Linked DNA regions of Sus scrofa: regions 2 and 3 are each linked to region 1. Evidence: chromatin contacts called from public HiChIP or PLAC-seq data. All regions are on one chromosome and are shown on one strand. Each heading gives the region's core, a stretch centred on a gene start, on an enhancer-like site or on the middle of the called end of the contact. The rest is flanking DNA. Distances are from core to core; before and after follow the strand shown.

What was found. HiChIP or PLAC-seq counts read pairs in DNA pulled down with a chosen protein or histone mark.
Region 2: a contact with region 1 is called in an H3K27ac HiChIP or PLAC-seq map of skeletal muscle. The contact joins two enhancer-like sites. A contact is called at or near these places in 2 of 2 datasets of contacts at active chromatin or transcription factors (alveolar macrophages and skeletal muscle).
Region 3: a contact with region 1 is called in an H3K27ac HiChIP or PLAC-seq map of alveolar macrophages. The contact joins two enhancer-like sites. A contact is called at or near these places in 1 of 47 Hi-C or Micro-C datasets (embryonic fibroblasts) and 1 of 2 datasets of contacts at active chromatin or transcription factors (alveolar macrophages).

What each region holds. Positions count from the first base shown.
Region 1 is chr15:58,926,626-58,931,773 of Sscrofa11.1, forward strand. No RefSeq gene overlaps it. Among named protein-coding and RNA genes, the nearest start is that of HS6ST1, 140 kb to the right of the region's middle. Within about 2 kb of position 2,961, at least 14 of the 83 cell types and tissues checked have an H3K27ac peak or open chromatin away from gene starts, as enhancers often do. A contact at or near this core is called in alveolar macrophages and skeletal muscle, where this site is marked.
Region 2 is chr15:59,088,985-59,094,132 of Sscrofa11.1, forward strand. All of the region lies in intron 1 of HS6ST1 (heparan-sulfate 6-O-sulfotransferase 1), which reads left to right. Among named protein-coding and RNA genes, the nearest start is that of HS6ST1, 25 kb to the left of the region's middle. Within about 2 kb of position 2,762, at least 27 of the 83 cell types and tissues checked have an H3K27ac peak or open chromatin away from gene starts, as enhancers often do. A contact at or near this core is called in skeletal muscle, where this site is marked.
Region 3 is chr15:58,780,236-58,785,383 of Sscrofa11.1, forward strand. No RefSeq gene overlaps it. Among named protein-coding and RNA genes, the nearest start is that of HS6ST1, 280 kb to the right of the region's middle. Within about 2 kb of position 2,521, at least 20 of the 83 cell types and tissues checked have an H3K27ac peak or open chromatin away from gene starts, as enhancers often do. A contact at or near this core is called in alveolar macrophages, where this site is marked.

The sequences.
Region 1 (5,148 bases), core at 1,711-4,210:
TGAATGTGCCTCCTGTCTTGGCTTGGTCTCCTCTCAAGGCCTCCAACCCTGACTTCAGTGGCTCAGGATGGAGGCAACACAGAGGCCCTTTGGAGCGGGCACTATCACTCTGCCCATTTCCCAGATAAAGAAACTGAGGCTTGGTGAGCTTGGTCATTAGCCCACGGTCATCGAGCATGTCGGCGGGGGCAGGGTGCAGACCTGGCCAGGCCCCATCTCCCAGGAAGGTTTTGTTGCTGGCTGTGTCCCCATCATGGAGAGACAGGCTCTGTGTCAAGGGCAGGGTTTGGGCAGGGGTCCTGACTTTGTCCCTTGCTGCACCCCACCTCCCTCAGTTTTACAGAGTCCTCCTCCATCTGTGTGTACCCTGTGATAAAGGGAGAATGGCTCTCAGGCACCCAGGGGCAACGCCAGAAAGGAGCCCAGGTCACCCTGACCCAAACAGGAGGCACAGAGAGGGGCCCTGCCAGGAGCCACGAAGCAACCCTCTGAGGTCACCATAGGACATCTCCCTGGGAGGTCACTGCCCTGTCCTGGTTCTGAATCATCATGGGTGGCTCTAAACACGCCTCCATTTAGGTCTTGTGCCCCCACAGATGAGGAGCTCCTCTCAGGCTGCAACAGACCCTCAATCATTTGGGGCCTGACCCCCATCCTACCCCCCACCCCCACCCCCAACCCACACACGCGGTCTGATTCAATGCCCAGCATGCTCTCCCCACTCCACCGAGGCTCAGAGGATTGGCCCAGCCCCCTTCACCGTGACTGTAACCCTGCCTGGGCCCCATTTCCATGGCCTCCCTTCCCCCCCTTGGCACATGCCAGGCAGTATTCTGGAACAGAGGAGATACAGGGGAGAAAAATAAGAGCTGCACCCTCGTGAAGTTCACAAATCAGATGGCACATGTGTGGGGTTGTGGGGTGGCCAAGGAGCCTTCCTGAGAAGGTGACAGCAAGCAAACAGCTAAAGGAAGTTTAGGAGCTGCCCACAGGGTATCAGGAAGAAGAGCACTCCAGCCAAGGACACAACACGTGCCAAGGCCCTGAGGCACAGCCTTCCCACTGTGTCCAAGCATATGAAGGGCACCTTGTTGAGCTCCAGTGCCCAAGTACAGGGCTGGCACATGCCAGTTTCCTTAATAGTTACCATATCCCTGGAGCCTCTCGACCACCTGAGAAGCCCCACTTTGCTGCTAAGGAAACTGAGGCTCAGAGATCTCAATGGCTTGCTAAAGATCACATACTCATCTGCCTGGCTCCAAGACCTGTGTCTGTCCTTGTCCCCTCCCCACTTAATGCTGGGAGTCCAGCCCACCTGGCCTTGGCATTGATATTCCTCTAGAGAAAGACTGTACAGGTGAATGAATGAATGGATGAAGGAATAAAGGAACCCACACCAAGACATGCCTTGCAGTCTGGCCGGGCAGGGGACTGGCCCCAGTCTCTCTTCAAAATAGGTCATGGCTGGTTGATCCCTGTGTCCCATGAAGCTACCCTGCAGCCAGAAACCTCAGGCCAAGGCTAAGGCAAGCAGAACCATGACCCCAGTCAGCCAGCTTTTGCCGGCTCCAGGGCCAGAAGGGGCATCTGAGTTACTGGCAGGGGGCTGATCCACACCTGGATGACAGCAACAGAAAGGAGGCAGCAAGGAAAGGCATCAGGAGCCCCATTACCACCCGCCTTCTTCTCCAGCCACCTCTCACCTCCATCCTGTGGGCCCCAGCTCCCAGGCTCCCACTGGTTTGCTGCAAGAATCCCCCTGACCAGAACTTGGGTTGGCGTCCCTCTACCCAGAATGCTCAGCGTGGCCCCCTCCTGCTTCTGAGACTCAGCCCAAATTCTGCTCCCCCAGGCAGCCTGCTGACCCTTCCCTCCCCTCCCCCCCCCCCCCGGGTCCATCATTACCCCCTTGAAGACCCAGCCCACCAAGGACTGACTGCTTGTCACTGTTGTACAAACAAGCTAGGGCCCTGTGGGACTCCAGCGCACACAAGCATTTCTGGGTCCTCCATTCCTTGTTTTTAGGGAATAAGCTTCAGCCTCTAAGACCTTTCCTGAGTTCCAAAGGGCAGTTGCTAATCAGGGAAGGGAAGGGATGCAGAGACCAGGGAGAAGAAGTCAAGAGACAACAGTGCAGCCTTGGGGCAGGGTCCTGGTTCCTCTTCAAGGAATGTACATAACAATATCTTCAAGCCTTTCGGCACAATTAAAAGCCCCAACAGATGGAAGAACTACTTGATGAAGCTTTCTTCATTCCGGGAAGAAGGAGGACCACCAGAGCCAGTCCTGGACCACTAAACACCAGCTTTGAAGGACAATGCATGCTTGCCTCTAGCCTGATCCTCATCTGCAGCCTTGTTTCCACTTTCCAAACTATAAAACCACCTCCTAACCCCTTCCAAGGGGTCACAGTCTTTAAGGCATTAGCCTGCTGTGGTCCCCTTTCCTGGCAAAGCCATCTTTTCCTCCTTCACCCAAAACTCTCTCCACATAGCTATTCGGCGCCAATGGACAGAGGCCAAGTTTGGGCAACAGTTGCAGTGCTTGATGCAGACCTTGTTTTCCCTGGAGCAGGCGCTGAGAGTGCATCCCTCTGCCCTCTGTCCCCAGCAAGCCACTGGCAGGCTCTCCTGAAAGCATTCAGGGATGGAACCAAGCTCTCCCTGCATAGCTCAGGCAATCTGTTTTCTCTTTCCGAGAGTGCTGCAAATCCATTTCCCCGACAGTGATGGGAATGGGTATTGTCAGCAGTGGGGAGGGCACATTATGAATGATTCCACTCGAGTCCATTTCTAAAAGGAGGAAATCAATATGCTCTTCCCGGCACAGTCTGCTCCCCTCACCTGACCTCTCTGCTCAGGCCCCAGCTGCTCCCTGCCACCCCCCTCTCCCCTCCTTCCTTCCCAGAAGGGGCTGGCCCTTTCTCGGAATCACCCACAAACCTCCGGAAACCGGGTTTCTCTTCCAGGGAGAGTGCACCCATCCACCCAGGTCACCCGGGGAGAGAGGAACTTGATCTTGCAGCACAGTCTGTGCTTGAGAAACTTTCAAGGACCTAGCCTGGGGCCTCCAAAATCACCATCAAGGCTGGGCACCCCACTCAGCATTCACACAGATTGTTTGCAAAACCTGTGGGAACACCCAGACATCAGGATCTGTCCTAGGACCATTGCCTGATGGGCAGGCTAGGAAACTGAGACTCAGGCAAAGTGGCCCCCCAAGGATACACAGCTCAAATGTGGCAAAACCTAGGTGCCAAGCCCAGATTTCTGCCACAGCTCCAGCTGGTCAAACACCAGCTCTGTCACTGAAAGCCCGTTGAGCCTGAACAAGTCCCATAACATTTGCAAGCCTCCTCTAGAGGGCTGGTATAACGCCTCCCTGTGGTGACACAAGTCCATCTAGAAAACGTCTGGCCAGTGGTGCTGTAAACGAGGCTGTCCCATCCTACATCTGTCTCTGCTTCTCCCCTCCTAACAGACCTCAGGCCTGGCTGTGTTCTTCAGAAAGTGAAACCCCTTACCCAAATGTGTCCTGGACCTTGCCTGGCCATCCCACCCCCACCCCCTTCTGGGAAGCTTCAGCCTGTGTCACAGCAGCAACACAGCCCCTCCTAGCCTGAGGCTAACTTTAATAATGAATGTTCAGTGAGCATTCTCTTTACTTAATTCACTCTCTCTCACCCCAAAGTCAGGCCATCCATTTTTCTGTTTTGCTTTGGAAGCCTTTCCACAAATCCACTTTCAGGAGGCAACGTGATTCAGCAAAAAAAAAAAAAAGGCTAAAGAAAACATGCAGAGACCTGGTTCCAGCTGTGCCACCAACTGGCTGTGTGACTGGAAACACCCTTCTTCCATCTCCAGCCTCAGTTTCTCCCTCTGTAAAATGGGAAGGTTGAGCTAGCTGCATCACCAGGGCCCCTCCAGCTGGGGGCGGCACCTCCCTTCTGCATGAGAGGAACTTCTGCTGGGCATCACCTGATCTGCCCTGGGGACAACCCCCTGGGAGGAATTTACAATCAGAGATTAGTATCACTCACACTACACACCCAACGGACAGTGAACACCCTTGTGGATGTCCCCTCACTTTTTTATAGAGTCAGGTCCAGCTACTTGCCCCTTAAAAAAAACAATACTCGCAAATGTTGGTGGAAAGGCAGGTTGCTTTCAGTCAGAACGCTTGCCATCCTGGGAGATGGTGGACTCAGTGTCCCCCAAAAACTATCTCTGAAGATTCTGCTCAGCCATGAAATTTTTTAAAGAGAAAAGGGAAGTGATCTCGGCTAATCATTGAGACGGGGGTCAGTGTCATTGCCATCCCCAACTGTGTGCAGGCGTGTAGATGTCTTGTGATATTGTTTCTTTAGATGCTATTGTGAACTGGAGTTTGGCACTTGCCATCTGCCTCTACGGAATTAAACCATGAGCCACTGCACTGCCGACCCGAGGCACACCCCCAAGCAGAGCTGAGGCACTCTGTGCTCTGGGGAAACTGGAAGAGCAGATCTTCAGAGAGTTAGATGTTTTAGGAGAAAACTTCTTGCATCTCCTCATATTAGAAAACCACTAAAACCCTTCATGGTGCTGTCTGCTCCTCATGACTAGTAGTAACCTTCTGTTACAGCAAACTTCCGTAAAATGTATGCAGGGCTGCATACACCTTCCCATTCACCTTTATCACTTATATCTTGATATTTCCCCTTTTCTCTTTGGGGCAGCTTTTCAGAGCTATCTGAAATACTGCCTCCTGGACAGTAGCTAAGTGGACAAAAGACATCACAGTCACCTGTGAATGCAGTCACTCCCAAGAGTGGGCCATTGAACCCTGAGGAAACTCAGGAAAGAAACAAACAAGACTGGCCCACAGCTGAGGTGCATATCAAAGGAGTGATTCCACTAAGCCCAGACCTTTACCTCTTCCCACAGAAACTGGTTTTCTATAAATCTTTCCTGTAAATCTTTTGTTCCTATTACCTTTCCTTTGTTGCAAAAACTCATATATCCTAGGTCCTTGGAATGGTTTCTCAGGGCTACCTGAGATGCTGTCTCCTGGGCTTAAGTCCTAATTTTGCCCCAAATAAAACTTAACTCTCAACTTTCAGATTGTACATTTTTTTTAAGCTGACACTGTCTTGTTCAGTTTGTTCAG
Region 2 (5,148 bases), core at 1,512-4,011, 160 kb after region 1:
GGGTGAGGCCCCAGCCCCATGTCTGTACACAGGTGCTCACCAGAGACAGGTAGGCAGACGGCCTCCTTGCCATCTTATCATAAGAGCAAAGGGTCACAACCAGGAGAGGGGGTACCTTTGCCCCCATTCGTTGTCTCAGAGGAAAGTATGCGACTCTTCCCTACAAAGACCCTGTTGGTTCTAGGTTCTTTAGGATAGTTTAGCAGCTTAAGGGAATTCTATTCTAATCATGCATAATTACCTAATTTTAGCGTGTTCTTCTTGTACACCTGTTGACATCTGTAATCTGTTGATGTGATGAGTTGTAGAAATGGATTTTCTCTTATTAAGCCATCCTTGCCTACCTGGATTACCTAACTTGGTCATAGCATCATAGCTTTTGTATGCTCTACTGGATTTGATTTCATAAGATTTTGTCTTATTTTTGTCTGCGGTTTTGTACATCTATATTGAGAATGAAAAGAGCCATAATTTTCCGTTCTTCTCGTGTGTTTGTCTGATTTTGGTATCGGGGTTGTGTTGGCCTCAGAGGATGAGTTGGGCGTTGGGAGGGTGGTATGCATTTCTTTACTATTATCTAGAAGAGTTTTCATAAAGTTGGATAATCTGTTCTTTCAAAATTTGGTAGAAATTTTCTTTGTAGGAAATGTCCCTCCACTTTTTATTTTGAAAAATGTCAGACCTACACAGTAGTTGGAATAGCAGTAAAACCCTAGACCTTTCACCTAGACACACTGATTGTTAACATCTGTCATTTTGGCATACGTGCCCTTGCATGTACGTGTCTTGTTCTCTGTGTGTATATATGTACCTGTGTGCATGTGTACCTGTTTTTGTTTTGTTGCTTTTTGGTGGAACTATGTGAAATTAGGGTGCAGACATTCCCCAGTACTTGAAAACTTATAGAAAGGTTTTTAACTACTGCTTAGTTTTTTGTTTTTTGGGTTGTTTTTTTTTTTAAGTTTATGGGGCTCCTTGTGATTTTTTTTTTTTTTTCTTTCTTTTTAGGGTTGAACTTGTGGCATATGGAAGTTCCCAGGCTAGAGGTCAAATCGGAGCTGCAACTGCTGGCCTACACCACAACCACAGCAATGTGGGATCTGAGTCACATCTGCAACCCACATCACAGCTCATGGCAACGCCAGACCCTTAACCCGCTGATGAGGCTAGGGATCAAATCTGAATCCTTATGGATAAATTCGTTTCTGCTGGGCCACAATGGGAACTCCATGATTTTTCTGACTGACTGATGGCTTCTCTCCCTTCCGCCACCCTGCCCCCACCATGACCCTCATCTCCTTCCCACATGGCTGGTCTGGGGGTCCCTGGGACAGCCTCCCTCATGTGAGGACACAGATGCATTTCCTCAGGTTACCTGTCAGGGCCACACAGCTGCCACATGGCTGAGCTCATGGCAGGTAGGGAGACCCGTTCCTGGTGTGTCCTGCCCCAACTCCTCCAGGAGACCCTGCATCTGGGGTCAGTCAGAGGCAGACACACGTACCAGGTGTGGACCCCCTGATAACTAGGAGACTGGCCCAGGGTCTTCTGAACCTCAGTTGGCCTGTCTGCAGAGGGCATCTGCCCCAGAGGTTGTAGGAATAAACCAAGTGAGTGCCGGCTCCCGCCCCCACCCCAACCACAGAAGCACTCGATGGAGGGGCCCCTGAAGTGGTGGGGGTTGGGGGTGCTTGTTCTGGAAACATCCGTTTCTCCAGCCCCCAAGATCAAGGGTCACAGCTGAGATGACTGCCTTCCCAGTGCATCAGGCAGTTGTCCCTCTGGGAGAGCAGGGACCACTGAAGAAAAAGAGGGACACTGCAGTTAATTTGGACATCAGATGGCTTCTGTCTGGAGTGTGCTATTTAGGCTCTGAATTCCCCCCTCTAGAAAAAACAGTTTCTGTCCAGAGAGCACGTGAGGCCGTGCTTCACTGGCCCACTTCTTGCTCATGTGGGCAACTGTATGCGCAGAGCCGCCTCCTCTCTATTCTAAGGGTGGGGCCATGAGGAAGGGGACCAGGAGGATTCCCCTGAGATCCTGGGACAAGGGGTGCTGTGGGGAGTAGAGCCACCCACCAGCTGTGGGGTCAGCAGGTTGTGCCCTGAGGAAGGGCCCAGGGTCCCCAGACCAGCTCTGGCCTCTTGACTCCATACAGGCAGGTAGTTGGTCTCCTGGTTGTGGAGAAATTTGCACAGCCATTGGGGGGTCCAGGCCTCCCATGCCCCCAACTCTGTACCTGTAGTGAGAAGATCAGGTTGGCTTAGGTACATAAAAAAGCCCCTTAATCTTTTCATCTGTTTGTTTTATAATGCATGCTTGGTTATGTAAAATTGGAAAAATACCAAAAAAAATTGAAAGCAGAAGAAAAAGTTGCCCAGAGCACCAGGCCTGGGAACAGCACCCCCCCACACACACAAGCCCCCCCACCCCCACCCCCGTCCCCACATTTGGTATGTGTTGTGTCTCCTCCGTGCCTGGTTTATGCGTTTTCCAAACCTGGTGTCAGGTGTAACATCGAGCTTTGATGTGGAGATTTTGCTCATCGTGTGTGCTCCTGTGTCACTGCTGAGTCCCCAGAAGGGCCGTTGCCGTGGAGCCATCAGACATAGGTTTCAAGCCCCCCGAGCATGCTAGGCCCTGAACTGTTAGCGACCTGGCAGGGACAGCGTCTGCTGAGCTATGCCATGCCGCGTGGGCCTCCTGTGCTGGGTCTTGGCTGCGGTTGGATGTGTCCCTGGCGCCAAGACCCAGAGGCTGATGTTGGCTGGCAGATGGCGGGGGAGGGGCAGGCTGTGTGCTGCGTGCCCCAGCAGGCCTGACACTGTCCCCAGCTGTGTTTATGGGTCTCCCGTGCGTCATCTTCCTTGGGCCCTCCGTGGTACAGGCTATGGGGACATGGGGGACTAGCAAAGGCCTGGAAGCAGGAAGAGTGTACCAGTGAGGTCCTGGCCGACACTCAAGCTGATGACGAGGAGGTGAAAGCTCTGGAGGCAGGTCTCAGGCTGAGTCAGCGAGTGCACGGACCACCCAGGGGACCAGAGGGCTTGGTCACGCTCCCTTCACCCCGAGCTGGGAGCCTGTGTGTTCCGGCAGAGGTGGAGTCTCCTTGCTGATGTCAGAAGCCAGACAGCACCAGATCGGTGGGCGTGAAACGTCAGCAGCAGCCCTTTGAGGCCCCAGCAGCCAGGCAGGGTCACCTCCCAAGCAGCTGGCATGAGCCCAGTAGAGTGGAAGGGCGGAGGGGGGCTCCCCAGTGCCTCAGGAAGGCCCCAGCCAGAGCACCAGTGCCAAGTCAAGAGTCCAGGTCTGGGGCTGACCCTAGCCATGGTGGGGAAGGTCTGACCTTCACTCATCAGAGAGGGCACCTCGGGAGAGGCCTGTGCTTGAGTGGGTGCAGAGTAACCCCAAGCCTGGCCTCAGCTGGGAGGACATTGCTGCTTCAGCCTCCTTCGGCCCCAACCCTAGGTAGGGCTGCCAGAACCCCCAGTAGCCATGTCCTTTCTGGTCACCTGCCGGGAGGGGTGGTCAGGGGCCTGACATCCATCCTGGGTCCCCCTCTCCGCCCCCCACCACGTCAGTGCTATCAGAATGGCTCCCCAGTGGGAGGCTTGTGGTGGGCCTCTGTGACCTTGCCAGGCACTGTGGCATCTGTCCCTCCATGTATCTGGGAGGTGGCCTCACCTGCACCTCATCCCTGGTCAAGAGTGGGGACCAGCACACAGGCTGGAGCCAAGAGGGCAGATTTGTGCTGGGGACATGGCTGGAGGCCCAGCTCTGCCCTTCATGGCACCCAGCCCTGGCTTTGGGCCTTTCCTCCCATCTGTGCCCATTCAGAGCTGTGGCCTGCACAGTACCCCCAGTGCCTTTCAGCCTGGCAGTTAAGTCTCCCTCCCCATGGGTCTCCTGGAGGGCTTATGAGTGTCCAATGGGATTCTGAAGGTCAGGGGGCTGGGGAGGAAAAGCTCAGGCTTCCTGCAGACGTGAGGTCCCACTTCCTGGTCATTTGCCTCGAGGGGAAAGTGGGGGCTCTAGGCCCCTAGAAGGCACTCAACAGGCCCACCTGCCTTGGGGACCCCCTTGCCATCCCCTGGCCAACCGGCAGTGCCTCAGATTCTCTGTGCCGCAGAGCCAGGGGCTAAAGTAGCCAGCTCTGTTCTCCTGAAACTTTGCTAACCTTGTTTATCACCCGAGAAAAGATTTTCATCTGCACCACTCCCACCCCCACCCCCGTAACTCTGGATGTTGTTGTGGGCAGAGGAGGGTCTGCTGAGGTATTTCCTAAGCCTAAACCAGGAAGACTTGTGTTTTTCATACATATTTTTGCAACAGCTTGGAATTTTGAAACAAGGACAGACATTTCCTTCTTTCCCACTGTTTGATAACAATGTCTTTTCCTTGTTAAAACCACGACCTCCTTTCCACCTCTCACCCACCCTGGGAACTTAGAACTAGTCCGTGCCCGCCCCACCTACCTCCCACCCGACCTGGACCCCTCCTCTTTGTCCTCTGTCCTCGGGGGGTCATCAGGAATGCTGTCACCCCAGTCCCTGCCTGACCCTGCCCCCGCGTGGCACCTAACCTCTTGGCACTTGCTCATCTGCATGTCTCACGGTCACATGTCCAGCCCTTCAGATGCTACACGAGGGCAGGGCTGCCTCAGTCCAGTGATGGAGGAAAGGATGAGTCCAGCCAGAGGGGACCATGGATCCCAGACAGGGTGCTGGGCCTGGAGGTGGAAGGGTGCAGTCACCTGGTCTGGCTCAGCCCTGCTGCTCCTGCCTTGGCAGGGACACGCCAGCCCCTTGAGAGTCTGTATCTGCAGCCATGTCATCAGCCAGAAGGAGGCAGGGCCGGGGTGGGGCTGGGACCAGAGGAGAGACTGTCCAGAAGGCCTGCCCAGCGTCCCACAGCAAGGTGCCCAAGTCCAGGGTCGGGCAAAGTCCAGGACTTTGGCTCTTCCCCTCCCAGGATGGCTGTCAGGAAGACCGTCACACTGCTGGGTAAAGCGGTTCAGCTCAGGGTTGGTTTGTCCTCACTCCAGATCAGGATGCGTTTTTTTCTTTATGCAGACTGCTCTGATTCTAAATTAACTCAGTCTCCTTTAAATGAAATGGATTGTAAATTGTGTCCATAGTTGAGTTAAAA
Region 3 (5,148 bases), core at 1,271-3,770, 150 kb before region 1:
TAAGCCTTGCTTTATTCAACCTTGTGATGTGTTTCTCCAACCAGATGTGAATGAGCTGAGGCTGCCCACCTGTGTGGGGCAGAGACCCTGCTTCTGCTCCCTCTAACCCCAAGGCCAATACATGGGTACCCACAGAAGCTTCCAGAGTGCAGGACTCATCTGAGGATATTTCCTCCTTCTCCTCTGGAACTGTCCATCCTCCTACCTCCTGGGGCCAGCTCTGCTTATCCCATGGATCAGACCCTAGGGCAGGGAGAAGGTGGGCTGAGTGAGTAGCTTCAGTGGTCTCAGGATCTTGCCAAGGACTATTCTTTAGAGGGTCAAGGCAAAACCCGATCTCAATCAGCCGGTAACTTCTGTGACTTCTGCCGCACCTGACACAGAAATGATTGATGAATGTGTGTTGAAGGAATACATAACTGAATATATAACTGCTAAAGAGAGAAGATGGGGGTGGGGGTGGGGCAAGGGTGGAAATCAGTCAGCAAACTTTTTGTGCCTTCTCTGTGGGAGATGTCAGGACATGTACAGAAGGAGAGACTGAGCCCATTCTTTGAGATTCTTCTGGTATAATAACCAGGTAGCACAAAAGAGAGAGAAAGTAGGTTGAAATCCCTGGACAGGTCCTAGATCATGGGTTTGAGGCATCCTGACCAGATCTTTTGAAAGTGGTGGATTTTTAACAATGTTCTGTTAAAGGGAGATGCTGATCCACAAAGACCCTAAGCTCTGCTTTGTTATCTCTCAGCCTACCCTGCACACTTCGGGCTTTAGGACTGTGTGCTAGGTAGGGTTTGCTCTTGTTCCCCTAGTGGCCCTCAGGTGTCTAGCCCACAGGAAGAGCTTGGACAATGTGAATGAACGAATGCATGAACCTAGTTCCTTCGTGGGCAGGAGCAGATTGCATTTTCAAGTGGCAGCACAATCTCTGTCATCCCATATCCTCCTCTCCCAGTGTGACTTTGACAATGAGAAGGTGGGGTCTTGTGCTTCCATTGCCTTGAAACTGGGAAGCTCTGGGACTATAGGGAGGTGATGCCATGTGACTTCCAAGGCTAGAGCACAAAAAGCAATACCACTTCCACCTGGTTCTCTGAGAGCCCATCTGCCATGCTGTGAGGAAGCCCAGAACAGCTACTCCAAGAGGCCACATGCAGAGGTGACCTTTATCTGCCTAGCTGAGGTCCCATTGACAGCCCACCTCACCCGCCAACATGTGAGCCTTCAGATGATTTCAGCCCCAGCCGTGGTGGAACAGAGCCCCACCCCCCATCCCATGTCCTATCTGGACTCCTGACCCACAGAATCATGAGCATAAATTGATGGGAAGTGTACACCACTGAGTTAAGGGGGCTTGTGACACAGCACAGGTATCCATCTCAGGTGCAGAGGTGGGAAAGATGTCATTCACGCAGGCCTGGAAGGACAGCAACTGAGGGGGGACAAAGGGGCTAGAGGGGCCTGAGAGGGCAGCAGAAGGGGACTCCCACCAGAACACACATGCCCCATTTTCCCAAGATGGAGGGCTGGGAGAAGAAAGGAGGAGGCACTGGGAGGGCAGCAGGGTCCAAGGCCAGCCCCTCCTGTGCTCTCCAGGGCAGGCTCGGGGACCAGAGCCCAGCCAGCCTGTGTAGCCACTGACCCATCTTTCCAGGGCCAGAGGCTGGGCACACAGGCCCAGGGGACAAGGCACTGCCATACAAGGAGGGAGCCTAGAGGAGACCACTGGAGAGGCCAGGTGGGGAGGTCTGAGGCCTCCAGCTCCCGGGCAGGAACAATTTTTCCTCCCAAGACCTGGAAAGGGCAGCAAGGGCCTCTTAGACCAGACCAGGACCTTTAGGGAGGGCGCTTTGGAGGAGGCAAACCAGGGCTTCTCCTGCGGGGATAGCCCTGGCCCCTCTGAATCTAAGCATTTACCAGTAAAGGTGGTGGCACCACCTTGGCGGTTAGAAAAGGCACTTATGCTAATTCATGCTTGCAGAGACTGGCTGGCACACCCCGAATGCCTGTTGCCTCCCCTTCCTGAGAACCAGAGAAGTCAGAGAAAGGAGGAGAAATCAGCAGCCCAGGAGGTCCTGCCTGAGGTGCAGGAAGCCTCCAGGACCTCAGGGCAGGCGACCAGCTGGGAAGGCACATGTTTACTCAGCATTATCCCTGAGGGCCGCTGGGGAGAGCTCGGTCTCCAGCAGTCCCTCCCTCTCCTAAGAGAACAGCCGAGTGTGTGGTCGGCCAGGCTGCATATTCCTATCAAGAGGCACATTTCCACATGCTCATCCTCAGCCTTCCTGTTGCAGAGGCACCACACATCCCTGCACCCTCTTCACACACCTCAGAGCCCTGGGTACTGTTTCTGGAAGGGTTCTGCAGGGGGCCTCCTACCCCCGAACTGCCCAGTGGCTCCCAGTGCTGTCATCCTGTACCCATGACTTTTTACCAGATGACTTATTCCATCACCCCACAACTTGCAGAGTTCATTTTGACGTAATTGTTTTCACATCCCCGGCTGCATGCCTGTGGAAAATGCAGAAGCTTGCAATCAGGAATGAGTCAGAGCTCCAGTTCCTGGGCACAGAGCAAAGGGCCCACACAAGCCAACTGGAAAAAAAGGAAGGAAGGAAAGAAAAGGCACCACAGAAAGCAGAAGGTCCAGTGCAGTGTGAAGGAACATATTCAGAGATTCCTACACTTGGGGTCGGAACCTGTGAGGGAGGGGCATTATTCTGCCTGCATTCAGTCACCAGCTGAAAGTAACTGAGTGAACAGAAGGGGATCCCAGGGGCTGGTGCCACAGCAGCTCAGGTCTCCCTAATGCCGAAGTCTACAAAAGGCTGACTTGACCCTGTCGAGCTCTTCTGAAGATGGGAAGCCCGGTGATGTTCACTCCACCTGCCCCGTGGCCAGCCATGGAATGTGTGCCTCTCCTGTGGTCCCCTGCTAGGCCATTGGCTACCACTTACCTGTGGAACCTAAAATATGGCGTAAGCAAAGCTATCTACAAAACAGAAATGGACATAGAGAACAGACTTGGGGTTGCCAAGGGGGAGAGGGAGGCAGGGGGATGGACTGGGAGTTTGGGTTAGTAGATGCAAAATATTACATTTAGAATGGATAGGCAATGAGGTCCTACTGGAGAGCACAGGGAACTATATCCAATCTCTTGGGATAGACCGTGATGGAAGATAATATAAAAGGAATGTATATATATGTATGACAAGGTTACTTTGCTATACAGCAGAAATTGACACAACACTATAAGTCAACTACACTTTATTAAAAATTAAAAAAATAAAAATAAAGCCTTTTGTGACATTTCAGGAAATTCTACAGTTTTCCCATTCCTAGTCTTCAATAGCTTTGACTGTCTCCTCCCACTAAATTCTTTCTCTTATCTCTGGGATTTCTCATTTCAAAGTCATGTAGCTGTCCATGATTACATGATTAAATACCAAACTTAGCCCCTTCTCTTGATCTAGACACACCCAAAAGGCATATACCATCAAATACATGCATAGGCCCTTCTGGGCAGCAGGGTTTTGGATCATCTGGGAAGACAGGTGGCCCCCTGTGACGGCATAGAAGCCCTTGCCACAGCGCAGTACATGTTCCTGGGCTGAAAAGTCTTTCAACCAGGCCATCCCAGGATGACTCTTCCCTCCAGTCTCCCTCAAGTCCCCACTCCTCAAAGCCAGTCCTTACCTTGGCTTAGGCAAAGCACCTCCACTCTGCATTCCACTCCTTCCCCAACCATCCCCCCAAAGGACTCGCTCAGGGCACCTGAAGCCCCTTCCTCCTCCCAGTTCTGCCTCCAGCATGGGGGTGGGGTGTCAGACAGTTAGGGTGCCTCTGGGTACTAGAAACAAAACAGTGACCACCATGGTTTTAAATGTGTGTTGTGTTTTTTGGCAAGAAGTCTGCAACTGAGTGGTTCCGAGACTCATTCTGTGGTTCCAACCCATCAGGGGCCTGGGGCACTCGATCTTTTCCTCAAGAGTGAAGAATGGCTGTATTGCATCCTCACAAAAATGAAAGCAGGAAGAAAGGCAGATGGTGGCAGAAAGCCTTCTTCCCAGGAGGCTCAATGGTTTTACCAGGGACGAAAACACTTTCCCAGAAGCCCGCAGCTGACTCCCTCAAGCCTCATTCTCTAGAGCTGAGTTATATGCCCACCCCTGAACCAGCCCTTGTTGGAGAAGTGGGATTATTAGATTGACTGGAACTAACTGTGAGGCCCCCATCAGTCTGCTCCCCCCTGTTCCCCATCCCATAAACACAATGCCGAAGCTGATACCCAAACAAAGAGGAGTTCTTGTGAAGGAGCCATGGCTGCAGTGCAAGCAGGCAGCAGTCTGAAAGCAAAGATGCTACAGCCGTAGATGTAAACCATTACATTTAGAATGGATAAGCAATGAGGGCCTTCTGTACAGCACAGGGAACTATATCCAGTCACTCATGATAGAACATGATAGAAGACAGTATGAGACAAAGAATGTATATATAACTGGGTCACTTTGCCCTATAGCAGAAATTGACAGAATGTGGTAAATCAACTATAATAAAAAAAAATTTTAAAGAAGTTACTGCAATCCAGCAAGCAGTGGTACTGACTTGGACTGGGGTGGTTGTGGTACAAGGGAAGGAGAGAGAGGAGGTGGGATTCTGGACACAAAGAGCCTAATAAGATTTGCTAATGAGTTGGATGTGAAGTAGGAAAGAGAGAGAGAGGCAGAGAGAGAGGGCAGAGAAAGACAGACAGACAGAGCAGAGAGTGATGTCCAGAAGAAGCCCCAGAGTTCTCCCTGGCCAGCAGGAAGGAGGGCTGCCCTTTGCTGAGATGGCAGGAATTGAAGGAGGGCAGGTCAAGTCTGAGATCCCCATTAGACATCTTCGTGGGATTAGACAGACAGTTAGGTGACGATTCCTAGGTTCAGGAGAGAGCCAGGCTGGAGGGACACTTGCTTCTCAAAACCATGAGCTCAGGAGTTCCCTGGTGGCCTAGCAGTTAAGGATCCAGCATTGTCACTGCTGTGACTCGGGTTCGATCCTTAGCCCAGGAACTTCTGCATGCTACGTTCATGGACAAAAAACAAACAAACAAAAAACCAAAAAACCGTCATGAGCTCAAATGAGGCCCTGGAGACAGTGTGAGAG